2 separate regions of the Sus scrofa genome follow, and region 2 is linked to region 1. A link is a contact called in public HiChIP or PLAC-seq data. All regions are on one chromosome and are shown on one strand. Each heading gives the region's core, a stretch centred on a gene start, on an enhancer-like site or on the middle of the called end of the contact. The rest is flanking DNA. Distances are from core to core; before and after follow the strand shown.

The links. HiChIP or PLAC-seq counts read pairs in DNA pulled down with a chosen protein or histone mark.
Region 2: a contact with region 1 is called in an H3K27ac HiChIP or PLAC-seq map of alveolar macrophages. The contact joins two enhancer-like sites. A contact is called at or near these places in 1 of 5 promoter capture datasets (fetal skeletal muscle), 6 of 47 Hi-C or Micro-C datasets (fetal heart ventricle, fetal liver, psoas muscle and 1 more) and 1 of 2 datasets of contacts at active chromatin or transcription factors (alveolar macrophages).

What each region holds. Positions count from the first base shown.
Region 1 is chr1:25,463,249-25,466,924 of Sscrofa11.1, forward strand. No RefSeq gene overlaps it. Among named protein-coding and RNA genes, the nearest start is that of REPS1, 16 kb to the right of the region's middle. Within about 2 kb of position 1,978, at least 2 of the 83 cell types and tissues checked have an H3K27ac peak or open chromatin away from gene starts, as enhancers often do. A contact at or near this core is called in alveolar macrophages, where this site is marked.
Region 2 is chr1:25,620,939-25,624,614 of Sscrofa11.1, forward strand. All of the region lies in intron 3 of ECT2L (epithelial cell-transforming sequence 2 oncogene-like), which reads right to left. Among named protein-coding and RNA genes, the nearest start is that of ECT2L, 22 kb to the right of the region's middle. Within about 2 kb of position 2,068, at least 10 of the 83 cell types and tissues checked have an H3K27ac peak or open chromatin away from gene starts, as enhancers often do. A contact at or near this core is called in alveolar macrophages, where this site is marked.

The sequences.
Region 1 (3,676 bases), core at 728-3,227:
CATGGCTATGAGCTCCAATTCTACACCTAGCATGGAAACTTCCATATGCCATAAGTGTGGCCATAAAAAAAAGAGTAAACTAAATTTCAAACTAAATGTTTATCGTAACTTTTTTCTGCTTTCCAATTTTTTGTTATCAAAAAGTTCTTTTTCACTAGAAAAAAAAAAATGGGTCCGGTGAAGCTGGTGTCCTCATCCAAGAGTGGTAAAAACACCAAAGCACATACTTTGGTGCTCAGCAAACTGTGGATGGAATCCCACTTCTATCACTTCATGTGTATGCTTGGCTCCATCTCGCTAAGACCTAGATCCTTCATACATAAAATTGGAATAATAACATTTTCTTTATAGAGTCACCGTAAAGCTTACTTACCTCAAGCAATCATTCAACAAATAGTAATCATTATTATTATGCACAGTAGGCTTAAGTGATGGAGTTTGTTTTTTCCAGGCCTTGGGAGGTACCGTGTCTAGGGTTAAGTGAGGCAGTCTCCTCTGGAACTGATGGCTAGGATGTCTGTGTCACAGCCTAGTTTCAAGATAAGAAAATGGGTGCCTTTTGATGACTTGCATTTTGTAGGGACACAGGGAGCTGAAGAAAATTGCCATGTTGTCCCAGTAGGAATTTCTGATCTTGCACAGATATGGTAACTCAATTTTCTAGTTAGGTATAAACAAGTTAACCTGTAATTTAACCTTGTGTGGGTGATAGGCACCCCCGGGGCCTTCTTCCCACTGGCTGGATGAGACATTTTAGGTGGTACAGAGGGTTCCTTTTGAACCATATCAGCTGCTCAAAAAGGACAAGTACCAGTGTGTCTTGAGACCATAGGTCTGAGCTCTCACAGTTACCTGACACAGGAGCTTACCCAGGGCCTGCTTTTCTACCTTCAGAGCAGAATACAAGTCCTCTCTCTGAAATTGCCAGAAAGCTACAAATTAGCATGGTAACTCAAAGGAACTTGACAGAAGGACCTTACAGGTAGGATTCATTAGAAACAGGGCAGTGGTAACAATAACCTGGACTTGGCCCTAAGGTTCAGGAATAGGGTCTGAATCTTCTCTATTTAGTTCAGTGAGATGAGGGGAGAAAGTAGCCTGATTAGGGCCTTGGCCAAAGGGCAGGCATTGACCAGGGTTCCATGTAGGGCAGGAGACACCGACGCTGTAGGAGCAGGAAAATTGAGCTCTCCTTGAAAGGAAAGGTCAAAATCATGCACATGAGCCAAATTCCAAAGCACTGAAAGTATTAGGCGCACCAAATCTGGGGTCTGCTCTGAAGGTCAAGTTCAGAGAAAAGGCAGACTGCAAGCAAAGCAGAGTCGAAGGTAGTAGAGTGTTGTATAAAGGGAGAGAAATACATGTTTTTCCCTGAAATTTTTTCTAGAATATTAATTGACATTTATAATTTTCATTTAACGGCTTGCTACGAGGACCGAAAAGAGGTTGGTGGCAAATGACTGTGTGGGTGAGCCCAGCTTAGACAGCCTGTGGGAAAGCAGGGGAAGAGCGAGGTCAGTGCTCATGTTAGTGCAGGCTGATTTTTAACTCCTTCGGTTCCACCCTTAATCAAGTATGGGGGCACTTCCCCTTTCCCCCTCACGCCAACTCAAAGTAAAGCTTTTGCCGTTTTCTCCAGGATGTGTGGATATTCGGGGTCTTTGCAAGAGTGGACGAGGGTCCATTTGGCTAAAGACATGTGGAGTACGCCTGAGTGGGCTTCACTCTGCTGGGCAGTACTCAGGGTGGGCACAGAGAATGGCTGGCTTGGGCCCTGTTCCCACCCAAGGGGCTCCTCCGGTGAACTCAGGGATTCTGAGATTTATAACCACTAGGCCTTCAGACAGGGCCCCTCCTCTTTGTCGTCCTTCCTGTTCACCCTGCTTTTCTGGAGCAACAGCCTAAAGCTTTCTAGATTGCTTCTCTAGGATCAACCTCCAGGCTCCCAAGGGGCCCTCTGATCAGCCCCTCTCATTGGAAAACCCCTTCTCTCCTGCTTCCCTCTTCTCAGAAGCGTTATCTCCCTTTATGTTGCCGCCTTCTCCTATGGCATTTTCACAATAAGTCTTGATTTAGAAAGTCATTTGTTAATTAAAACCTGCAAATTTAACTCTCTTTGAGAGCAGGGAGAGCTTAACTCCAAATCCTCCCTGGAAATGAGGTGAAATGTTTGCATTCCAGCTTTCCAGTACAGACAAGCAGGGGAAAACAAAGCTTTCATAGTAAGCAGGCTGAAATTTCACAAGCTACTGCAAAATGTTCACATGAAAGGGGATCAAAGGCCATTAGAGGAGAACCAGAACTTCTCAAACTAGAGACAAAGCCAACTTGAGACTCAGATGTGGGGGAGGTATGTATAAATTGGGGCTGCGTTGTACATATACTTTGTGTGTGTGTGTGTGTATGTGTGTGTGTGTGTACAACACAGGGGACAGAAAAGAAATTGTTGAGCAGCACATACGTCTCTCCTCCACTGGACTATAAATTCCTCAATGACAATGATCAGGTTATTCAACTTGCTGTTCTCAGCATCTAGTAGAATTATGAGCCCATGGTAGGTGCCTAATATTTGCTTGAAATGAATGAAACTTACCAGACTAGTTTTAGGACAGGAATTTATATGTACATGCAAAGCCCCTGGCATGTCTTAAAAAGCCCTACACAAATCAGACAACTCAAACCTTTGGAAGGTTTGAGATATACTAGAACATTAAATGAATGTGTTACCAATGAAGATCGTAAAAAATGGAAGCCAATGTAAGGGAAGTAAATAAAGCACCAAGGTGTAAAAATAAAGTAAGTGGTAGTTTTTCCATTCCAAAGCTCATCGCATCAAACAACTTCTTTAAAATCACTCTAGTTGATCCAATTAGAGTGTATTTGGAAACATCAAATGTTAGTCTTATTTCTAAAATAAACCACTTTTCTTCAAAACGATAAAGGCAACAGGTTAGAAATTACACAAGGAAACACATCAAGTATTTGATGGGGTCTGGCTGGTATGGAGAACCAGGCATCACTCTCCTTTAAAATTCAGCCTGGTCAACACGAGGGTTTGTATTGTGGGGGTATTGCTGTTGTTTTTTTAGATGTATTGCATGCGTTCTACTCACTTAACAAATTCTCAAGGGTATGATACAGGATTGTCATGGGTCTACACTCTGTTCCATAGCAGATCACTAGAACTTATTCCTCTTGTGGAACGCTTTCATTTTCCTCTCCCCTTTTCTCATTATCTTTCGCTTACTTTTGCCTTCAACATCACCTCTAGTTCCATTCTCAGTTTGCCCATCTCTGAAGACCTAATCGGACATGTCATCACTTTAATCTTGTTAGCACTCACATGTCCTGTTCTATTTGTGAAATTATTGATCATCATCCTACAATTCTCTCCTTAAGGAAGGGTCAACAGCAAAAGGGTACATGGACTTCTCACCACTCCAGGTCTATGTAGGGAAACTGTTCTATATATTCTAGGAGTATTCTCTTTCTTTCTCTCTCTTAGGCCTGCACTACATTGTATTATCATTACCAGTTGTCTCATAGTAATGTCACATTCACTAGCTTCTTACCTATACAAAGGCAAAAAATGTTTTTCACCAAATTCTCAAACTTAGCACAATGCCTGACATAGAGTATGTATTTAATAACTGATGAATGAATGGGAGTTCCCGTT
Region 2 (3,676 bases), core at 818-3,317, 160 kb after region 1:
AAGTTTTAGTCTACTAAAATAGGAACTTCAGAGGGCAGGGGTCTTTTATACTCTGTTTAGTGTTCAATCCTATGCACCCAGAACTATGCATGGCACACAGTAGATGCTCAGTAAGTATTTGTTGAATGTTGGGTAAATAGACTTTAGCTTTTGGTATTCATCCTTGATTTCCCCTTCTTTGGGTGAAATAAAATCAGTTCCTATTTGGCAGTCCATGTGGTTCTATGGGAGCTGACTCCATCCCTGACTCCAAAAAGCACATGATCAAGGTTAATTCAATATCCATGGATCAATCCCATGGTCACAGCAATTGGCAGAAGTGGGCATGGACCCAAACTAGTCCAATGAGAGTGAAACCAACAACATTTTTTCCTCCTGGACACAAGTGAGGAACCATAATAATGAAGCCATGTTGGCTGAAGGTGAAGCCAAGGGGAGGAAAGAAACAAGTTGGTTTTACTATTGGACCTCTGGATGGAGCTTCAGCTGCTCTGGATTTTTCCAGATTATATGAGAATAAAATATTTCCTTTATTATTTGTGTCAAGTTTCAGGTTACCTACAATGACACATTCTAAAACCATTAAGAAGTATCACAAGTGAAAGATGAAAAACCTGTAGCACCTGAACAAACAACTTTGTTTTGTTAATTGAGAATAGAAGGGACTTCCTGTTGTGGCTCCGTGGGTTAAGAACCCACCTAGTATGAGGATGTGGGTTCAATCCATGGCCCCACTCAGTGGCTAAGGATCCGGTGTTACTGCCAGCTGTGGTACAGGCTGCAGATGTGGTTTGGATCTGGCATTGCTGTGGCTGTGGTGCAGGCCAGAAGCTGCAGCTCTGATTTGACCCCTATCCTGGAAGCTTCCATATGTTGCAGGTGTGGCACTAAAAAGGAAAAAAAGAGAGAGAGAGAGTAGAAGGCACAGGACACTCTTATGGTCTGTGTTCCTGTCTCTAAGAAGGAGTAGATGAGTGGTGGAAAAAGCCTTGGGGCTTTTGGGTCACCTAGGACTTGTTCCTTGCCCTTGGCTGTGTACCAAATCACCTTGGGAACTTAGTAAAAACAGCTTCTCACATTCCCCATGGTGTGTTGAGCCAAAATGTCTTGGGTGAGATTCATGGTTTGTGTTTTTACAAACTTCAAGTGTCTCTGATGGGCTCACCCTTCTTAACACTGGTGAACTTGACTTCTCATTGGTAGAAGAGGCAGCCTAGCAGATCCTGATGCTGATGCAAAAGTCAAGTACAAAGTGTTGAATACATGTATGGTGTCCTTAGGACAGTGTATAGCCCTATTTGAAGCCCTGAATTAATTAAATACTCAGACTCTGTAGGAGGGCCTGAAAGTTTCTCTCCTATGTGTAAAGACATCAGTTTGACTGCTAAACGCTTTGTGTTTTTCCAAATCTACCTGGTTCTCAGCTAGATTCTGGAGAGCTGATATGACCAGAGAAGTGACAATTAGATAAATAAACTATTATGGACCATCTTAAAACCTCTTTTTCTTCCTTGTCTTTTTTCTTTTTCTTTTTTGCCTTTTCTGGGGTCACTCCCGCAGCATAGGGAAGTTCCCAGGCTAGGGGTCTAATCTGAGTTGTAGACACCGGCCTACACCAGAGCCACAGTAACACGGCATCCGAGCTGCGTCTGCGACCTACACCACAGCTCACAGCAACGCTGGATCCTTAACCCACCGAGCAAGGCCAGGGATCGAACCCGCAACCTCATGGTTCCTAATCGGATTTGTTAACCACTGCACCACGATGGGAACTCCTCACTTTTCTTAAATAAGGAAAACCAGGGCAGCTTCAGGGTTAGTGAATTTAAGAACTCAGTGTCAGCGAAGGCCAAGGATTTTCTCTCTTCCCCCTTTGTCTGCTCAGTAGGTTGCTTTGGTCTTCAAGCTTGCCCCCTGGGGTGGTTCCCAGATGACTGCCTCTCTGAGTAGAGATCATGGGCAATAAGGCAGAACTTTCCTCAAGTTCCTTTTTAAGTCCCTTTGAGGAGGATGAAAACTCTCCTAGAAACCCTAGCAGCCACTCTCTTGTGTTCCCTTGGGCAGAATTCATATCCCCACGCCCTTTCCTAAACCTGATGGAATGACCATGATTCTGGCCAACTCTGACTCACTCTTGGGGGGACAGGGTGACCAGCCACCCCTGAAGCACATGATACCGGGGGAGAAAAGGACTTTGTCAGGAAGATGAAGAGGAAGTAAGGAATGGCGTGGGCAGGCGGGTGATGGTCAGTGTCTGGGCCACTAAACAGGAACTAACACAAGAAGAGGAAGGATCTCCCGCTACCCAAGCTTCTGATCTACCCAACCTTACTGACGTCTGCCCTTTCTCTTTCCTTCAGATGAAGCACTTATCTCAGTTATTGCTCCCTTTACCCTTGTGATACTATTCAAGGGTATTTCTTAAATGGATGAAACTGGTTTTAATATCTGGTGGTGCAACTCTTACTATCTCTTCTCTTTAAATTTTTCGCAGCCATTGTAGTCCATTTTCTCTTCCACATTAGCTTTAGTATTCATTTTTCAAAATCCATAAGAAAATCCTATGTAGAGATCTGTACTGGAACTGAATAATTCAATGCTAAAGATTAACTTGGAGAGAACTGGCATCTTTAAACATAGCACATCTACTTATCCAGGGTTTTTTTTTTTTTCCCTGCTATCCTTTAATACAAATTTCCAATTTCCTCATAAGGGTCTTGCGCTTACCTTTTTAGCTTGATGCAACACATATAGGAAGCAGCGCTGAGAGAAAGGAGAGAGAGGGCAAGCTCTGGTAACATTGTTTGAATCTGAGGATCTAGCCCAGCCTAAAGCTGGACAAATCTTAAGTCAATAAATTCGCTTTTTGTTTTAGGCTGATTTGGTTTCCATTTCTGTAATTTGCACTTGAAAGCCTTCTGATGATGACATCAAAAGAATATATAGAGATGGCAGGAGGGAAGGTGACAGACATTCACTGAGCACCTACTGTGTAAGAGCATCCTCCTCCTGTTTCTAAGATGCTCGAGCCTGTTTAGGCCTCACGGGAAGCCACGTCCATTCTTCTTCTGCCATCAACCCTCCTAGAAATTTCCTAAAGAGATTTTTAAATACAGAATAGAAACAATGGTCTCTTAAAATCTTGTCTCCATTTTCCAATGAATTATCTGTGGATTCGCCTCTTCCCACAAGAGGGTAAAAAAAGACGACCTGGTAGATCTGGAGGTGAACATCACGTCCTCTGTAAATGGCTGGTAGTGTATCACCGGGGCTGCTACATTTGGGAAGTTGTGAATGAAACAACCTTAAGAGGTGCCAGTCACACAGATGACAGTGCAAAATAGCACCCCCTGGAGGTATGCCACATGGCACCCCTTGGGTATTATTACTATGCATAATTCCTTTTGGAATTGCTTTATAGAAGTCTTAAATTAATGAAAAGTTTTGAATGAAGCCAAGTATTAGTAATATCCTGTATTCTAAAACTCGTAACATCTGGAAAAGTACCTTCCTCCTAGAGAGCTACCAAAGGAATTTTTTTGATTATCCTTTAGTTATCATTGTAAGTAGGAGCATTTCATACATCTTCATACAATCAGCAGGCACTTACCGAATGGCTACAGTGTACCTGGTATTGCTGTAAGTGCTCAGAACAGAAAAATTTACCAGAAAAATC